Regions from separate parts of the Hordeum vulgare genome. Here region 1 is linked to region 2. Evidence: chromatin contacts called from public Hi-C data. All regions are on one chromosome and are shown on one strand. Each heading gives the region's core, a stretch centred on a gene start, on an enhancer-like site or on the middle of the called end of the contact. The rest is flanking DNA. Distances are from core to core; before and after follow the strand shown. Region 1 holds the start of LOC123401766 (beta-1,4-mannosyl-glycoprotein 4-beta-N-acetylglucosaminyltransferase-like). Region 2 holds the start of LOC123401483 (SUPPRESSOR OF GAMMA RESPONSE 1-like).

Region 1 (5,360 bases), core at 1,289-3,788, 310 kb after region 2:
AGCATATCAAAGAGATCAGCCCCTTGGCATATCACATGCTGAATTCTTTTGGGGTTCAAGAAGTAGCTGAATCTGATCCGGTCCACATGGCTATAGGCTTTCATTTTGAAGACAAAATCATTTATGTACCGAAAGCAAAAGCTGCAGTGCCACCCTGAGTCCGCCAAAAGCTCGTCAGTTTGCCGGTAATGGGCGTACCTCGTCTTCCCCGCTCGGTATCTGTGTATCGAAGCTCTCCAGCTCTTATCATCAAGGAAGAATTCAAACGAGTAGAGATAGTTCCGCAGCTGAAGGTGAAGTATCTCAGGCGTATCATCGCACCATCTCAACAGGTTGATTGTATGACCACTTGGGATCTCATCAACATCAGACATAATCAACAGGTCATCGTCAGTGATTCCGGCGATCTTTAGAAGCTGGTCAAGCGCGACTCTCTGATAGGATTCCTCGACAAATGGGTTCTCCCCCTTCACAAACCTTCCCCCTATCATACCATAGGTCAACCGTGATTCAGCAAACTCAAACTTTTGGCGGTTTTCCTTGAAGTGGAGCTTCTTTTCCAGGCCAGTAAAGGTTGAATTGGACTCGAGCAGCACAAATTCTGACACATACGGGCTAAGCTCGTGCCAACGGATATCAAGAATGTCGAGCTCGTTGCTGAAAAGCACCGCGTCAAAGACACGCCGTGGAGCCTCCCGGACCTTCCATCCATGCAACTTGCAGAGGTTCGCCATTGAAACATTTTCATGATAGTAATGAGGAAGTACTGTGAAAGGCTTCGGGGGCTTCTCCCAGATAGGTCTGAGGAAATAAGTGACCTTCTGGCCATGAACATATATGACGAAGATTATAATTGGCACACCAATCAGCAGGAACAGAAGGGCCTTTAAATCAAACCCCCGAAGGGCGCACTTCAGCCTTGACATGCTCAGAACAGATTTTGAACCATGCTGCAAATGAGTACAGAAACCAAGTGAGAAATCACTCAGTCAATGGAAGTCACAAGAAGCACGAAATTGAGCTAAAAATAAAAATACGCAAGTAAACACCCATCTTCTTCACAAAACTATTTGAGCGACAAAAGACTGTACAAACTGCAGGGATATGCAACAAGACCGATTTACCTAACTTAGGACACCAGTTCTATTGTAAATCAATTACTCCAGGAAACCTTACGGTGCATTGCATAACTGAAATTTTTGGCTAAAGAGAGTTACTAATTTGTTCAGCGCAAACTGGATGGCTGTAGATGAAAACAGGGAAAACTTTATTAAAACTTACTCAACATGGGAAGCAGAAAATCAATGTTATGTCTCAACGATGGCAGGAACAAGTAGTCAAGTCGATATGTGTCTATGTTGTTGTTAGTATACAAAAGGAAATCAGTGGCAGCCTAATTGAGATGGGCCGATCAGAGCAAGCTGGATACTAGTATCTCTTCACGAACTCCTCTGTAGTCTATTTTCGCAGCATGAATCCTCAGCGTGCACAAGAATCCATCTGTGTCTTTTACTAAAAAGGTGGGATCGTTTTCACGGCCGCGCCTCAAGCGGTTAAAGAAAAGATTCCAGGATTAGGCGGAACCCAAATTCGGCCAGCTCGCGAGATTCCACCAGCACCAGAAGCAGCATCAAAACCTGAAATTACACCTAATCCCGCCATGTGTAGGACCGAAACAGATCAAAGATTCTTCCTACTTGTAAAGCAACTAAGCAAGCATCTCGGACCCGGACTCGGCAAATCTCATGGATACTTAATCGAAAACAGAAACTTGCCAGCAGAAAAACAATACTACTGCATATCGGAGCGTGATAACTGATATTACTGGTAGAATCGAAGCGAGAATAAGAGCAATTGGAGCAACCAAAGCATGAAGCGAGTAGTTTCCAGACCAACCAAAAAAACAATATAAATAATAAAATAAAAGGAAAGGAAAGCAGTGGCGAGAAGGGGCCTTCTCGTAGACCAGGTAATCAATCCACCGAGATAGGCACGCGGTGTGAGAAAGGGACAGATCTGGGGGGGACGGGAGAAGGGAAGGGAGGGGACGGGAGGGAGGTCCTCACCTCGCCGTCGCAGATGCCCTCGCAGATTCCGTCGGTCTTCTTGCAGTTGGTGTAGTAGCCGGCGGCGTCCATCGCGGCAGCACGGCCGGACGAACGGGTCAGCGCCCGGACGCGCGGAGCAGGCGGGGAGAGGCGCGCGCGACTCCAATGGTGCTCCGATCGGCCGGCGGCGGTCTCTTGGGCGCCCCGGTGGCGGGCGGTGTTTTTGCGCTGGTGTCCTCGAGGTGTGGGCTAATTGTTTGCGGTCGACACGGCTCGGCGCTGTCGGAGTTCGTATAGAGGAAGGAGGGTGTTGTGTGGGAATACGCGGAAATACGAGGGTTGTGTTTGCGCGTGGGGTGGGAGGTGAGAGATAGGAGGAGGCAAGAGCAAGGGGATTATGGGAACCGTCGTGTCTAATTATAGCCGTTTGGGTGGTGGCCTGCTCTGCTTGCGCGTCGTTCCGGCTGTGGGTGGGCTGGCGGAAGAGCTGGTCTTTGTTTGTCCTCGTGCTACTAGTGGAGTACTAGGGGCATCTCGTCCCGCAGAGTTTAAAACCCCAAATTTGTGTCAGTGTCGTGTCCTTTTCTAATCGGTTTTGCCGATTTCTTCTCTTTGCTTTCCTTTCCTTGCCTCGCAAAAAAGGTACTACCAGGAGTACTAGTATCTTCATCAGCGTTTCTTCTTTACACTTGTCATAAATAAAAACGAGTCCTGCTCTGTTCTGAAGGGGTAATGAAAGGGCCTTTTACAGAAACACCATGTAACTCTTTTTGTACAGGCTCGTTACAAGAAAACTATCATTTCACATCAAGTTTTTTTTTCCAAAAACATCTCAAGAGGGGCAGCGGTGTCCTGCATTTTATTAAGAAGAGGAGAATTGCCCGGTTACTCAGGGATAACCGGACGAAAACGCAACATTAAGTTGCAATAACATGTAAAAAATAATTTGGCAATAAAACACGCTGACTTGAAGTAGCAATGCCGCGTTTTACACTTTTACTGTGCTGATCACTTTTGATTTAAATTTTCACTTACATTTGGCAATTGTAGATGTCTTCTTGTTTACCCAATCAACTACAAAAGAGGCAAATTGTATCCTTGTGAAGTGAAAAGCAAAAAAGACCTACACAAGTAACGTGGTCATTGTATAACTGTTTTTCTTTTCTGTGATGGACAACTATATCTCCATTGCCTTACTGTCCCCTAAGAGATTTTAATGGCCCAAATCTTTGTTGTCTTCTTAAATTTGGCAATATGTAACTGAGGGAGCTCACAGTAATCTTATCAAGTCATCTGTTATTCCTCACAAATACCTCTCACACCAAGCTTCTTCGTGTAAGATGCAGGACCTATATAAGGATCGTGAGACTAAGTTGTGACCTTCTCCACTCCCAAGTTCAAATGTAGTGCCATGATAAGGAAGGACAAACCTCCTCTGGTGGAATCAGAGGTAGGAAGGAGTGACATGCTTCACATAGAAAATAAGGGTTTCAGAATAATACATGTGTGAATAGAAATTGTGTTTCATGTAATGCCAATCCACCACACAAAGATGGCAAATTTGCGAGGAATCTTACAATCTCTTTCTACAAAATGGATCATAAAGACTCTTTTTCCTTATTGGATTACTCTATACAAATCATCATCGGACTTTTGAATAACAAACTACATAACATAATTTTGAAGATGGTTCATGTGAGTCAGTATGGCATCCTCATATCTATATCTATTCAGGATTTCTGGCCTGAGCTTATGAAAATATCCACCAATGTCAACAATCAAACAAATAATCATCATTATAAATCAAGATTTATAGAAGGATTTTGGTACAATTGAGCATCATTGAAAGGGCATGTAGCACTTAAGTGTGGTTTCGGTAATTAATGAGATTCTCTATGGTCTAATGTTTTCACTGAGATATATTTGAAGGGATGTTACATACATGGTGCCTTAAGGATGACTGTCATAAAGATGAAGATTTGCTCTAAGCTTTGGTATTGAATGGCTATTTCCATGGAGCATCAAGGGCGTTGTATCTTATATGAAGAAATGTTCCATAATGGTGTATGAAACTCGTCACATTTATTTGGGAAGAGTTCCATCAAAAGCCTCTCGAAGAAGTTCTCATGGTATCATCTCTGCTTACCCTGTGCACACGGAGTCCAAGGATTTTTCTCCCGACACCCCGTGCGCACGGGCTTCCTAACCCCGTGCACACAGGGTTGAGTGTAAAACTCTTTGCATACTCCGTGCGCACGGGGTCTCTGACCCACGTGCCCACTGGCATAGGGTTTGAATCTCGGGATCTCATGCCTAGTGAGGATACTAGTTGGTCTTCAGATGTACATAATAAAGCCATCAAGATTGATTTCAGTGTGTAACCGAATATGTTCAAGGTGGACTTCATTGGAGGATTTCAAACGTTAACATATTTGGGCTTATAAGGATCAAGGTCTTGAGAGTATGATTAAAGAGAAGAATTCAAACTATGGTGTCAAGAGAAGATCATGATGAGCTCATGTGTTGGGTTTTGGTTGATCATGTCTTGAAGCAAGCAACTAAAGTGAATAATTCATGGTGCCACTCAAGAGTTTGTGATGGGGCATTTAGAAGAGCAAGTTATGACCAATATTTCAATGCCTCTAAGTTTTACTTTGGTTTTGTGATGCATGTTATATTTTAGTCATGTGATTCCTTTCAATGAATGGGTTAATACTCATTCTTTAGTTTCTATTTGCTTACTATACTCGCTCTGTTGCTGGGTTCCGGGAGTTTTAAAGTTTGTGAAAGAAATTCTAAAAATCCCATTCACCCCCTCTAGTAGACATACTTCACTCCTACACGCGTAGTTGGCGGAGTCTGAAATGTATCCTGGGCATTGTGAGCTCCATTGTACACCAATATAAGGTACTTTTTGCCGATGCTCACAATGTTCTAATTCTTGGACATCATCATGGACAACTCCTTAGAATACTAGGAGATGAACCCTACTATGGGTGCTTTACAAGAGACATCAGAGATGAAGATGGTTGAGCTAAAGGATGTTTAATGTTTATTGTGACTTGTTCTTGTGGGCCTTTCTCTTGTTTGCATTGAATGTATGTGTGTAACAATTCTTTTGTAGCTACTCTGGTTGCGATCGAGCGTTCTGTAACAATATTTGGTTTGGTTTTTGCCTCTTCTTAAAAAGTTGGAGCACGGAAAACCCCTTCTTTATATTTTTATAAATTCTTAAATCTTTCTATGCCTATTTCATGTAACCTTGCAAAAGGCGGTTCCGCTATCATTAAGGTAATAGAGCAAGATCATCTA
Region 2 (5,474 bases), core at 2,726-5,225:
ATCATACTGCTGTAGATGGTAAAGAGATCGTCTTCAACCCTGCACATCTTCCTGTGAGAAAAACGACAACAAGTCTTGTGATGAAAACATCAAGTCCTGCTGCAAGACGAGAGAAAGATATCATCAGATTTGTCATAATATATGGGCAACACAAATTACAATACTACTACAGAATATACTAGCAGCAACCTCTGGCGGTGGTCCGAGATTAAGGAGATCAGGTAATCCATCATAATAGCCTTGGGAATAGATTGGCCTATCTGGACCAAAGGAATTAATATCCTCATGACAACGCAGGGGTTCTTCCAAGCTAGTCCCAGCCTGAGACGCTAAGAACCAATCGGAGGGATCGGCATCTGCCAGGCTAATAGCAGGCCTGTCTGTTTCTTCTTCCTACAAAGAAGCACAAAGTTATTACTCTAAAATGATAAACAGATCACTCAAACAAAAAAATTAGCAACACGCCACAGAATGACAAATAGATGCTGTATAAATTTGGTATTTGCATCTACTAGCTTCCAAATCGGCTAGATGCAGATCAACTTCTTTTTCAAGAAAACGCAAAGGACCTTTGCGTTTCATTTCATTGAGAAGATGGGCGAGAGAACAATCCACCTAGGAGGTGAGTTTTACAATGCCATGAGCCCGACCAGTGGAGATCAACTTCGAAATCCTCATTTGCTTAAAGCTGTGCGCTGTTGCAATTTCCTTTTTTGTAAATATACAATAACATTGTCAAGTATTATTAGTCTTATGTCTACTGTTTCTTACTGAGAACTGGTTTAATCAAAGGTTAGATCTAACTCAGCAGATTTCCCATGTCAGTGATTTACCTGGTACTGCAAGTTGGAATAGTTTTGCTTCTGCTCAGTTTCACATTTTTTCAATAAAGTCTGCTCAGTTTCACATGGACTATTATTTGGGCGACATAGCTGTGGGGTCTTTGCCATTGGAGTTTTTGGATAATCCCTTGCAGTAAATGCATCAGATGCTTCGTTAGCCATTTCTGGTTCATACTTGTCCACTTGATTTGCCTTCAATTGATAAAAGATTTTGCACACGACAAACTCTCCAACTTTTTCCTTTTCCTCTAGCCCAAGATGGTACTGATGCATCACCCAGTCAGCTTTATCAGGTTTGCCACCTGTTTGTGAACTTTTGTACAGAACCAATATTTTCTTCCACCCTTTCATAACACCATTGTCATATATGGCTTTTGATTTACCCGTCTTGTGCCATCTCACATGCTCATCAGAAGTGCTATAGTCGCTGTTGCTGATCCTTCGACGCTTGCGCTGGCCACAACCATACGCATTTGAAATTATGTGGAAGAAATGAGCGCTTCTTCCATCTTTCGTTGTGCCTATAAGAACGAAATGTGCCCAGTCAGTACATGAATAAGCCAATAAATACTCCTATAGCATCTCAATAAGGGAATCCCCTACCAGGAAGATTTTCAGGATGTGAATAGCAGATCCCTTCATCATTCTCCACAGTTGGAATAAATTCATCAAGGAACATATGGGGCTCTGAACCTCCAACGCCAATTTTCTGTTCTAAATGCTCGAGCAATTCCAAATCAGATGGATCAAACTTCACACCGGCTGGCAGCCCAGGCCACTGTACAGCAACCTACAAATGATGAAATGCAGTTAAGTATTTTATAGAATGTGTAACATAGTACCATCGAATGTAAGATCAAATGGGTTGCATTTTGCAAGCATCTGTAGTTCTGAAGCTTATGTGAGTTAATACAGCTCAAAGCCTTATTGATATTCACTGGAATCAAGGAAAGCATAGAGTATCCACCGCAACATGTTTCCTTATTTGCTACCATCGTCAATACATCTAACTTAGGCGGCTACCAACAAAGAATAAATGATCTATGAACTATTCATGGCAGAAGCAGGTTTTCAGTAAGGGTGCACCAAAAAGTAAAGAAGAGAAGTTTTCCTTGCAAGATACAAGCCACCAAAAGATTTTCAAGTACTTACATCACTGTTATCAATGATATGTTTGCAGTTGGGGCACTCCCTGCATGCTTCTGCACCCAGTTCACTTATCTGGCGATTCGAGCAGCTGTCATTCCTAATTTTCTTGGCAACACCCCTGCAAGTTATAAGCCATGACCTGCAGCAAAGTAATTACATAGCATTACATCAAAGTTGACCAGGATAATAACAATTAAGATGACATGTACATAAACAAGTAAGTGCTACCTTGTCAAATACTCCCTCCGTAAACAAATATAAGAGTGTTTAGATCACTAAAATAGTGATCTAAATGCTCTTATATTAGTTTACAGAGGGAGTACATAGGAATAATATTAAGACCAGGATGATGTTAATTAAATGACCAGTACCCAAGAAAGTAGTGCTACATAATTAAAAAAAGACACAGTAACTGCAGAATTTGAAGATATAATATGCCAAGAAGAAACAACATGGAATTAGTGTCAGTCGTAAGCTATGTATAAAAACTTAAAAGGACTAGGGTATCTCGATAATTTGATTGACGACTGTCTACGCTATTCTTAGAAAGCAAGACATGGACAGGACACTATTGACTGAAAAATGCTACATAACAGAGTGATGAGACAAACATGCTTATGTGCTGCAACGGAGTAAACCTGATCATGCGTTGGATATCTATATTGACCAATTAAGCTAGGACATAAGTAAGCTTAGACATATTAAGAAAGAAAGCACTTTCAATGTCATAACATTGCTCTATCAATGACTCAGTGTACCTGGGCAGGCTTTGCAAATGCACTAATCTGAACAGGATAATGTTATTTATAAAGGTCGATACATAAGACAGTGGTGCTACATGGTAACAATGAGACAGTAGCTGCAGAACTTGAAGAGATAATACATCAATCAGGAACAATATGGAACTATCGACAATCAGTAATACACATTGGATATTTCAATTGACGTCCTGTTTATGCTGTTCATAGAAGGCAAAACATTGACAGGACAGTGTTGACTGAACAATGCTACATAACAGAGCGATGAGACAAACAAGCTATGTGGTGCAACGGAGTACCTAATCATGTGTTGGGTATCTGTATCGACCAATTAAGCTATCTATAACATAACTAAGCTTAGCCATATTAAGAAAGCAAGCATTTTCAATGTGATCACATTGCTCTATCAATGACACAATGTACCAGGGCAGGCTTTGAAAATGTACTAGAAGAAACCACTACAGGAACTGCTTGCACTATTGTCGACAGACCCTGGAACCCTATAGTGCTGGCACACAGCAGGCGGATTGGACCCTACGGTCAAAATCTATGAATGGTTGCATAGGCATTCTCGATATGGGACGGAGAGAGTAGCTGCGTCGCTAGAGGAAAGTTGGTTGCCGGAGCAATCGACGGACAGTTTAGTTCCTCCGTGCTATGGTAAAGGGGGCAACAACTGAGGCAAGAAAACATACTAGTCCTGAAAGTCTGAAACTAGAGTGCTGAAATGTGGGTATCCGGAACAATCGAACAAGCCCTAAGCAACAGTGACAGAGTAAAAATGACTGAAGAAAGGGGGTAGGGGGAGGGAGGGGGCGACCTTGCCATCGCGGCGGCGCGTACGGATGACCGATCGGAGCAGCGCGCACGTGACGATCGGCCAGCCCGACGAACCAGGACACGGGAAACCCTAATCGGCCGGCGGCGCGGCGGGCGCGTGCCTGCTCCCCCGCGCTCGCTCTGCTCGGTCCAGCCGTGCCAAGTGGCCTCTGCTCCCCCGCCTCCTTCCTCGCTGGTAATGGCGGCAGGGCAGGGCAGGGCGCCGTCGGAGGAAGGGTCGCGGTAGGAGAGGAGAGGAGAGGAGAGGAGCGGCGAGCGAGGTCGGAAGGAACGGGGACCTGTGTCCGACGCCTCCGCTCCGCGGTTTCCTCTCGCTTTTTCGCCTCGGGAAACCCCAAAAACCCCTGCCCCCGCTGCGCTGCGTTGCCACGGGCAGTGGCCGTTGTGGTTTCCTTCCTTGGCAAGCCGAACGCGGTCCCCACAACACATTAATGCTCGCCTGCTGGACTGGACCGCCCGTCTGGGCACCAACGTAGCCCAGCCCACACCAGTTTTCTGTTTGACCGCAGCCCACACCAGTTAAGCTAATTACGAGAACAACTAGTTTACGAGGGAAAGCAACTAAGGGAGCGCTCTTTTCGGAGCCTCCCCGCGATAGCTTCCGCGCGCCGCCACGTTTTGCGTTCTGAGAGTTTTTATTGGATTTTATTTTTTTCGCACGCGTTTTGGCTATTTTTATTTTTTTATTTATTTTTTGGTGTTACGTTTTTTTACTGGGCTATCGTAACTTTTTGACGGAAATTTTTTTAAATTTTTTTTAAAAAATGCAATTTTTACGTGAAAAAACAAGTTTTCTGTTTTTTAGAGGAACGGTTTTGTTTTCACGAGAGGCACAGTTTTGCCTTCACGAGAGGCACGGCCGTGCCTCTCGAAAAGAAAAAAGAAGTTGTTTTCTATTTTTTTTGCGAGAGACACGGTTTTGCTTTTGTTAAAGGCACGGTTTTACCTTTGCGAGAGACACGACCGTGCCTCTTTTTTTCGCGAGAGGCACGGTTTTATTTTCGTAAAAGACACGGTTTTGCCTTCGCGAGAGGTACGCCCGTGCCTCTTCTTAAAGGAAAAAAACATTTTTCTGTTTTTTTTGCGAGAGGTACGGTTTTGCTTCCGCGAAAGGCACGGTTTTGCCTTTGCGAGAGGGTATCTCTCCTAAAAAGGGGAAAACGCGTTTTCTGCTCTCTTTTTTTTCACGAGAGGCACGGTTTTGCCTTCGCAAGAGGCACGACCCATACCTCCCGGAAAGGGAAAAAACGCGTTTTCAGTTTTTATTTTCTATCGCGTGAGGCACGATTTTTCATCCGGGTTTTTTTCGTGAAAAAAAAAGTTCGTTAAAATCTATCAACACGGGATCTAGTTTTGAAGATCTCGATGCGAGAAAGTCAATGGTGAAAACAGTTCAAGATTTGGACGCATGGTTTAGGAGATAAAAACGTTTTGAAAATACGGATCTACGAAAAAAGAGAAAACTCCTATGTGTAGTCGCTAATTAGTGATTTACGAAAAAAGTAAATGGCACGCATGCAGTACGCCATTTGTCGCAACCTGTGAAGATGAGAATAATCGTTGGAAGGTGTAGTCGCTAATTAGTGATTTCGTTGACGAGGGCATTTCCTATTTGCCGCCATAGGGATCAGTTAACGTGCATTTTATTAACTCACGGCGTGTGGAGTTCGAACTGGAACAACCCATCTAAACTCTTGTAACACTTTTTTTGCAAAATTCTATGAACTTATTTGATTATTGATGAACTTTTTAAATCTCAATGAATACTTTTCAGATTCATGAGCTTTTTTGAAGATCGGTGAAGTTTTTTGAAATTTGATGAACACCATTTTAAAAATTGATGAACTTTTTAACAATTTATGAACTTTTTTTCAGTTCAATGAAC

Evidence for each region. Hi-C and Micro-C count contacts between places; a contact is called where the count stands out from the background.
Region 1: a contact with region 2 is called in a Hi-C map of seedling, with 5 times the contacts expected there. The contact joins the promoter of LOC123401766 here to the promoter of LOC123401483 in region 2. A contact is called at or near these places in 6 of 6 Hi-C or Micro-C datasets (leaf, seedling and an unstated tissue) and 1 of 1 datasets of contacts at active chromatin or transcription factors (embryo).

The regions. Positions count from the first base shown.
Region 1 is chr6H:329,812,854-329,818,213 of MorexV3_pseudomolecules_assembly, forward strand. It overlaps LOC123401766 (beta-1,4-mannosyl-glycoprotein 4-beta-N-acetylglucosaminyltransferase-like), which reads right to left and starts at 2,539. Exons shown (of 2, transcript XM_045095618.1): 1 at 2,067-2,539; 2 at 1-950. The coding sequence starts at 2,138.
Region 2 is chr6H:329,502,371-329,507,844 of MorexV3_pseudomolecules_assembly, forward strand. LOC123401483 (SUPPRESSOR OF GAMMA RESPONSE 1-like) reads right to left here and starts at 3,976. Exons shown (of 6, transcript XM_045095307.1): 1 at 3,570-3,976; 2 at 1,995-2,130; 3 at 1,446-1,632; 4 at 834-1,363; 5 at 190-393; 6 at 1-96. The coding sequence starts at 3,577. The coding sequence ends at 34.